Regions from separate parts of the Zea mays genome. Here region 2 is linked to region 1. The links are chromatin contacts, called in public Hi-C maps. All regions are on one chromosome and are shown on one strand. The core of a region is the stretch at or near the end of the contact, and the rest is flanking DNA. Distances in the headings are between cores, read along the strand shown.

Region 1 (3,966 bases), core at 678-3,177:
ATATGAGTGCTAAAACCCTAAGCCAAAACAAATGACAGCAAAGTCATACTAGACTAACCAGCCATTTCCTCTATTTATAGAGGGTTATTTTTATTTCCTAAACTAGCCCTATTTACATAGAGTCTATGCACTCCATTGGGTGCGAAATAGACCATCTCCTAAGTTTTTGATCTAACGGCCACACACTCTACACGAAGTTGCTTCGCCTCGATGCACCCTTCACTGTGATGTCATGTGCCCTCACTGATTCTCTCTTGAACCGTCGCCGCCGAGTTTTGAGGCCCAAACCCAGCAAAACCCACCATCCGTAGCGCAGGGTGGTTTTGAGGCTCAAACACCAAACCACCGTGAGTATCGCACCGCGTGCACGTCCTCCACAACCAGACGCATGTCCCACCAGTCCTCGACCACGTCCTCGTGCGAGTGTTAGCCACCACGGTTGGTTACCCGTTTGCTCCGGCCCGTCAGCCAAGACCCAACGCTCGTCCTTCACCGCTCCCAGTCCATCAGCACGAGCCCGCATGACCTTCACCTTAGCCGCCGACCACCGTATCTATGCTCCACATCTACACACCACAAGCGGACCGACATGGTTGCACATACATAATCTCACACTCTGGTCAGTCCACTGACTACCCCAGAGTGCTATCCGTTGATAATCACTCATCATCAATCCAAACCACAAGGGAGAAGTCAACCTTATGTTCGCACAAAAGCAAGTGTAAATAGGAGTTTCAAATATCACTTGCATCCAACACAAACCAATAAGTTGTATAACCTATTTCCTGTTGGTTTATCGTATTCATCAAATCAGCAACCATCAAGGACATGGTCACAAATTAATTTGACAAATATGGCTACAATATAGAAGCAAATCCATATCCCAAATGTGATGGCTACAGTATAGAAGCAAATACAGACATGGTTGTGCTTACCTTGTGCGTGTAGCACGATAGCCCAGTTCCTCGGATGCTCTTCGCTGAGGCAATATAGTGCTGCGAGAACTAGTGATGGGTGGGTGGAGGAGAAGTGGTGATGAGAATGGCTAACGACGGAGAACTGCTGATGGGAGCGGCCGACGACGGAGAACTGTGGGGGCAGTTGGCGGTAGACAACTAGTGATGGAGGCAGGCGGGTGGAACAAGAGTTGGGTGGACCGGGAAAAATGTCGATGTGATAGATGGGACCGACGACGATTATTTTAGGGCAACCAAAATATTCCCTGTTTGTAGATACAGATGATGGAGATTTGAGGGATATAAAAAAAGATGGAAGAGGTTCAAAGGATCCGTTGGAGGTTTCATTATTCACTTTTTCCTTAAATTTCTGTTTAAGGAGGATTTTAAGGGACTTTTAGAGATGCTCTAACCAGCTAAAAAATATTATTTCACACGTTCATGTCATTATCTCACGAAACATGTGTACGCAAACGTGCAGTAAGCAACTCCGACAAGGCGACAAGATGAAACATGTTGTCATTGACATGATGAGCTAGTTTTACGAGCTTAAACAAACAGATAGATAGATATATGCTCGAAAAGCTTGTTTTAGGTAGGCACGTCACCAGCTGACCTTCTTTACAACGCCCCCCCTTTTTGTATCTCCTTCAATTATTTCGTGGATTAGAATTAGAGGCTTGAGAGAACCGGCTACCTAGCTACTTTGCCGGCACTTTGAGTGGAATGGACACGATTACAGGCTGCTAGCTGGCACATCGGTATACACAGAGCACGCACGTGTGCGCCATGAAATCAATCCCATGGAAAGGAAGAGCAGGCATTGCAATGCAGTGTCGGCAGGAGGGCCATGCAGAGAGATGAACCCGAAACGATGCAATGCAATGAATGATTAATCGTTTCTCAATTGAAGGAATCCATGGTGAATTCAATCTACATAGAGAGAACTGCAACTGCCTAGCTACTTCCTCCATCCCAAACTATAATCGAAGCTTCGTCGTCGGGTGCGCGCGCGCGGCCACACCCACACCCATGCCCAGGTGATCCATTCCAGCGGAGCATAGCATAGCATTCGGCGCTTCCTGCGACCTTCGTGTCGGGTCGTCTCTCGTCTGCTGTCTGTCCCACCCGCACCCGCCGATCCAGATTCCGTACCGTACGCTAGCTAGCTGTCCGGCGCAGCCCGAGCGTGCCACGTCGTGCGTCCGGGGGGAGCGATAGCATGCTCCCGGCCTCGAGGTAGGATGGAGGACGCGTCCTATAAAAAGCAGCAGTCGCAGTCTCACTCTCACACATCACGAGCTTTCTCGAGCTCCACCGGCAGCCAAGCTACGTGTTCCCACCCTAGTCTACTCTAGCGGCCCTTGTCCTGCTGCTTGCCTTGCTTGCGCCTGTGATACTGAGCGGGAGATGGAAGCGTACGCGGCAATGGCGTCGCCGCCCACGAAAGGCATGGGCGTGGACAAGCTCAGCTACGAGATCTTCTCCCTGCTCGAGAGAACGTTCCTCCTCGGCCCCGGCACGCCTCCCCGGGCGCTTCTGGACGGCGGGCGCGTGCGGGTACTGGCGATCGACGGCTGCGGCGCGGGCGCCGAGGACGCGCTCCTGGCCGCCGCCGCGCTCGCGCGGCTCGAGGCCGGGCTGCGCGACCGCACCGGCGACCCGGACGCGCGCGTGGCCGACTTCTTCGACCTCGCGGCTGGCGCCGGCGCGGGCGGAGTGCTCGCCGCGATGCTGTTCCTGAGGGGCGCCGACGGCCGGCCGCGGTACACGGCCAACGAGGCGCTCGCGTTCGTGGCCGGGAGCATCGGCGGGAAGGGCTGGGGAGGCCGCCGGCGCGGGCCGTGGGCGAAGCTGTTCCGCGGCGCCGCCCGCGGCGGGGACCGGTCGTTCTTCCGCAGCGCGTTCGGAGACGCGACGCTCAGGGACACCGTGGCGCCGCTCCTCGTGCCGTGCCACGACCTCGCCACGGCCGCGCCGTTCGTCTTCTCCCGCGCCGACGCCGTCGAGAGCGACAGCTTCGACTTCCGACTCCGCGACGTGTGTGCCGCCACCTGCGCCGCGGGTGGCGCGCTCGCGAGCGTGAGGTCGGTCGATGGCGCCACGGCCATCGCCGCGGCGTCCGGGGGAGTGGCGGCCATGGGCAACCCGGCCGCGGCGGCCATCACGCACGTGCTCCACAACAAGCAGGAGTTCCCCCTCGCCACCGGCGTCCAAGACCTCCTCGTGCTCTCCATCGGCGCCGGTGCCTCGGCCACCGTCTGCGACGGGTCCAGCACGCCCATGCCCGCGCGTTCTCCGTCGCCGCGGGAGCTGGCGCGCGTCACCGCCGAGGGCGTCGCGGATATGGTGGACGAGTCGGTGGCCATGGCGTTCGGAGACGCGTGTGGATGCAAGTACGTGCGCATCCAGGCCCGCAAGGCGCCGGCGCCGCTCCACGCGGCAGCGGGAGCGATGCTTGCGCAGCGCAGCGTGGAGTCGGTGCTGTTCCGGGGGCGAAGGCTGTCGGAGCGGACCAACGCGGAGAAGGTGGACGCGCTCGCCGCGGAGCTTGTTAAGGAGCAGGAGCGGCGGCGGCACAGCCCGCTTCCGAACGTAGCCATAAAGCAGGTGGCCACGCCGCGGCTGTCGTCGGCGACCACGACGTCGTCAGGCACCGCGACGGCAAGGACCGCATCGACGATGCCGTCGCCGGCGTCGTGGGATTCTCGTCGATAGTTGAGTTAATTAGGGCATGTACAATGCTTAGACAGTTGCCGTCTGTAAGCGCTTAGAAGTTCGCATATAGATAACATAATAGACAGTGGGTTGTCTGTTTACACTGTCTACGTAGTTTTAAATTTGTATAATGTCTTTTATTGCTATAAGAGATCCCATGTATAAACTGTCTTTGTTACTATTGTGTTTCTTATTTATGAACTACAATAAAATAAATGAATTAGGAATAAAAGAAAAAAATTAAAATATATATTATCATTTGTAATTTAAATGAATTGGGCATCGACACTTG
Region 2 (3,966 bases), core at 608-3,107, 830 kb after region 1:
ATAGTTTGTTTATTGTATAGGTTTTGACTAGGAGAAAAATAGAGGCATTAGTTTAGAGAAGAAATTAGGTCACCTAAATTAGCCCCCTTCTTAGGTGTCATCATTCCTTTCAGTCTCAATCAAGGCATCCAGACATAGGCGCTTGTTGGTTCTACATATGTCGTCGTTTTAATGTAAGTAATTATTTTATTTAGTTTTTGTTTATATATGTTATTAAATTACTTATTTTATTTAGTTTTTTCTTGATATATGTTATTAAATTACTGATAAGTTGATGTCATCGACCTATTTAGGACCATGAGAGGTGCCTTTTTGTAGAGCATGGATGGTCTTGAAAAGTTGGATGCAAGGTACTTACTTTTCAATGGCTAGTGCAGAGAAAGACGACCACTCGAGTGCTTCAAGCGGTGGGTTTCACGTCCATATAATTTCCCATCAATGATGAACGAAGAGAAGATCAAAGCTACCAATGAACACATTGAGAACCCTCCTCTACGTGATTATGGAGATGTAGTTGTCCTTATCTTTGTTTATCTTGATCCTTGTATTTACCCCTAGAATTAATAATGTCCTCGTCTGCACCATGAATATTGAAAGTGTCATTTTATTGAGTGGATGCATATACCTAAGTCTTATTGGTCAGAGCCAAAGAAAATGAGAAAGAAAAGAAACATATCATAGCCCTCCCAATCCTCTAAAAATGTGGAATTGAAGCACGCTACGCCCTAGTTCCTTTGGAGCTTAGAATAGACAATCGATGCGACCATATGGTTGATTACGATGAGGTTGGTGGGACATTTTTAAATACTTAAAATTGAACATTTGGCATATAATGACCTTTTGTCAATGGAGCACTAGAAAATGAAACTAAAAGGATTCCAAATTTAGACATGAATGTGAGGATACAATTCGATAGAAGCAAGTAATGCAACAAAAATCAAAATATGGATCTCAGTGTGTCAACAAATTTGTTAGAATCCAAAAAGATAAGTTACGTCGCCAAGCATAGAAACAAGATCTATTTAATTTGATATATCTAAGTACAAATGGGTGGTATGTTTGAGAGATGCAAGGGCCATGGAATGCCAGGTAGAAAGCAGAGGAGGAGAGGGCAAATGAGACAAAATTCAATTGCAACTCATGAATGACCTTGTTGCTGGTTTGCACAATGAGTGCTTGGATTGCCTTGGATTATGTAATTATTTTGATACCTTGTTTTTATTTTAATGTAGGTGGCTAATTTATCGTATTTCTCTTTGTAGGAAAAGAACAATATATGCAATGAGCACGCTAGTAAGGTAGCACATGTCAGGTTTGAAAGAAGAAAGACATAGGAGCATAAAGTAAAAATGGCTCTTTGTGTATTATCTCATATTACGGAGGTCCATGAAAGTGGTGAAGATAAAGAGGACACTTCTAGACTTTGCGAACTCATCGATCTTGCAGGAGAAGAAGAGCGAGCAAAGAAGGATGCTTGAATTCTCAAGCCACTGTAAATTGGAGACCAAATACTTCACACAAAAATAAGATAGGACATAGAAAGGTGAGCCTATCCACATGAATAAGATTATCGTAGAGGGTTGGAATGAGGACACTGCGTTACTTTACAATGGTGGTGATGATTAGCTTAACATGTTCTAGTCGATATTTTTGATAGCGTAAAATGCAGCGGTAGTTCTCCAATTTAGCACGCTGTGTCATTTGGATCATCAAATTAAAAAAACGGCAACATAGTTAGTCATGCTAGAAGGATTTCTGCGCTCAAACATATTTTTTCTAAGTAAATTCCTAATATTATTTTTAGAAATAGTTTTAAAAATAAAAATACCACCAAGACCGGAGCGCCCACTACTTCAAACGAAACTGAACATCTCACCAGAAGTGCTACGCTGATCTGCTCTCTAGGCGGCTCGCTCGTTACTCGTTCGTCTTACCGCCTCCCAACAAACAGCGAGCGGCGCGACCTAAGCCGCTCTGCGCCCACCGGCCAGCCGGGGCGGAGAGGGACCGACCGCTCCTCCGTTCGAAGTGCCGGTCCTGAGTCACCGGCGTCGCCCGCATCCGCTGCTCAGCTCGCCCGCCAGCCTGGGTTCGCTTCGTTTCCCTCCACTCCTCCCTTGCCCTCGCCTCTTACTGATTCCTTCGTTTCCTTCGTCTGTCCTCCTCCACCCCGCTCCAGGCCTGCCGTAGCCGAATACCGGTGGCGGTCTCCTCCTGCGAGAGTGCGGCGGGCGCACACACTAGGCTAGGCATACATGTACTGCTCGACTTAAGCGGCAGTGCTCTCACTGTATCTGTATGCACGCTCTGAAATTCGGCCCTGAACTATGGTCTATGGCAAAACCATGGACCTGTAGCTCCGCGTATTTACTCGTGGCGTTTCTTTAGTCTGAGTTGAGAAACCAGTGTCAAGAAGATGTACCCAATCAGCTGCCACTCAAAGTCGACGCTCCTGCGCATCTTCAGCCAATATACCGTACGATCTCTCTAGCCACAAGGAATATACTATGCCGAAATATGGCAGTTCGTCTCCGCTATCGTTACTATGCTGCCCATCTTCTGTAGTTATGCTTCCTTTGTGCTCTCAGCTTCTGTCAATAAAGCATGGCTCCCTTAATTTGCTGGGTGGATTACACTTGCCTTCTGTTTCTGAACATTGACCTCCTTCACTGTGCAGTGGCGATCGGCATCCTCTTTTACTCCAGAAAAATAAAGATCTTCTCGCAAAAGAAAAAAAGGAAAAAAAAGAGAAAATGTCAATGCACTGCAATGGTTGATTCTGAAACTTGGATCAGATAGACACTGATACTCATTCTACTCATCAAATAAGCGTTGTCAGATCACGGTGCTACACACACTGGTTCAGTGGTGAGTCCAGTATGTTCCCTAAAAATGGATTCGTTTTGTATATGGTATTGACAAACACTATAAAAGCAAATACGTGCAATCTCAAAATCTCTGATTGTTGGTTCACCACAAGTTTATGCTTGGAATTTCTTAGAGACACCTTTTGCTTTGCAGAATCTGCAGGTGCTGCTCATATGGAAACATACACTACTGATGACGCTCTTACGCTCATGGGGTTTGGAAAGTTCCAAGCACTTGTCCTTGCATATGCAGGAATGGGCTGGGTTGCAGAAGCCATGGAGGTCATGCTATTGTCATTCCTTGGACCAGTGGTGCGGGAAGAGTGGAATGTCTCTCCCCAAGACGAGAGTCTGCTATCCAGTGTTGTGTTTGCTGGCATGCTAATCGGAGCTTGTGCTTGGGGCTTTATTTCCGACAGATACGGAAGAAAGTAAGGATCTGCTCCAGCAAACTCTTTATGTTTCAATTTACAGGCCTTGGCTTCTTAAGGCAGGCAGGAATAATTTCAAGTCCTTTAGGATTCACAGGAAACTGATTTCATTTCTCACTAGTCTGAAGATATTGGATCTAATCACACCTACGTCCAAATAACCAATACAGTTTTGACAGTGGTCGTGGTACTGGTATTAGTTTTACTATGTGACCTGTGGTTGGAATCAGTTCACTGAGTCAATAAACCAATGAGTCATTTCAGTTAGCGACCTCATGTAGTGAATCAGCACGGTAAAAGGCAAGCAATTTGTTCTTCTCTTTCGTCTAGTTTGCACCTCTCTCTTTTATCTTCCCTCTTGCTACCTGTAAAATAATAAAACCAGAGTGGGATGCCTCATAAACGGCCAGATTTGCATAAACAATTTGATAACCCCCAGCACTGCTAAATAGTGATTTTGCCTTCACAAAGTCAGGACGATTATGGTTTTCAGTATAGGGTATAGTTTGTACTAGTTGTCGTTTTAGCTCTTTTTTATGTCTATATTCAAATACATGAAGATGAACCTAGACACATATATAAAACACATACATCAAGTGTTGTATGAACCTACTAATTAATTAAAACGAATTTTAATCTGGGACAGAGGGAGCATTGGTTATACCCTA

The links. A called contact is a pair of places that touch in the nucleus more often than the background predicts.
Region 2: a contact with region 1 is called in a Hi-C map of tassel, with 2.3 times the contacts expected there. The contact joins the promoter of LOC100285436 here to the promoter of LOC103643703 in region 1. A contact is called at or near these places in 3 of 25 Hi-C or Micro-C datasets (bundle sheath, ear and tassel).

Annotation. Positions count from the first base shown.
Region 1 is chr1:258,171,510-258,175,475 of Zm-B73-REFERENCE-NAM-5.0, forward strand. LOC103643703 (patatin-like protein 3) reads left to right here and starts at 1,928. Exons shown (of 1, transcript XM_020546829.3): 1 at 1,928-3,922. The coding sequence starts at 2,367. The coding sequence ends at 3,674.
Region 2 is chr1:258,998,060-259,002,025 of Zm-B73-REFERENCE-NAM-5.0, forward strand. LOC100285436 (synaptic vesicle 2-related protein) reads left to right here and starts at 1,858. Exons shown (of 7, transcript NM_001158329.2): 1 at 1,858-2,089; 2 at 2,678-2,868; 3 at 3,022-3,298. The coding sequence starts at 3,042. LOC109943771 (a long non-coding RNA gene) reads left to right here. Exons shown (of 2, transcript XR_002266851.2): 1 at 1-173; 2 at 294-511.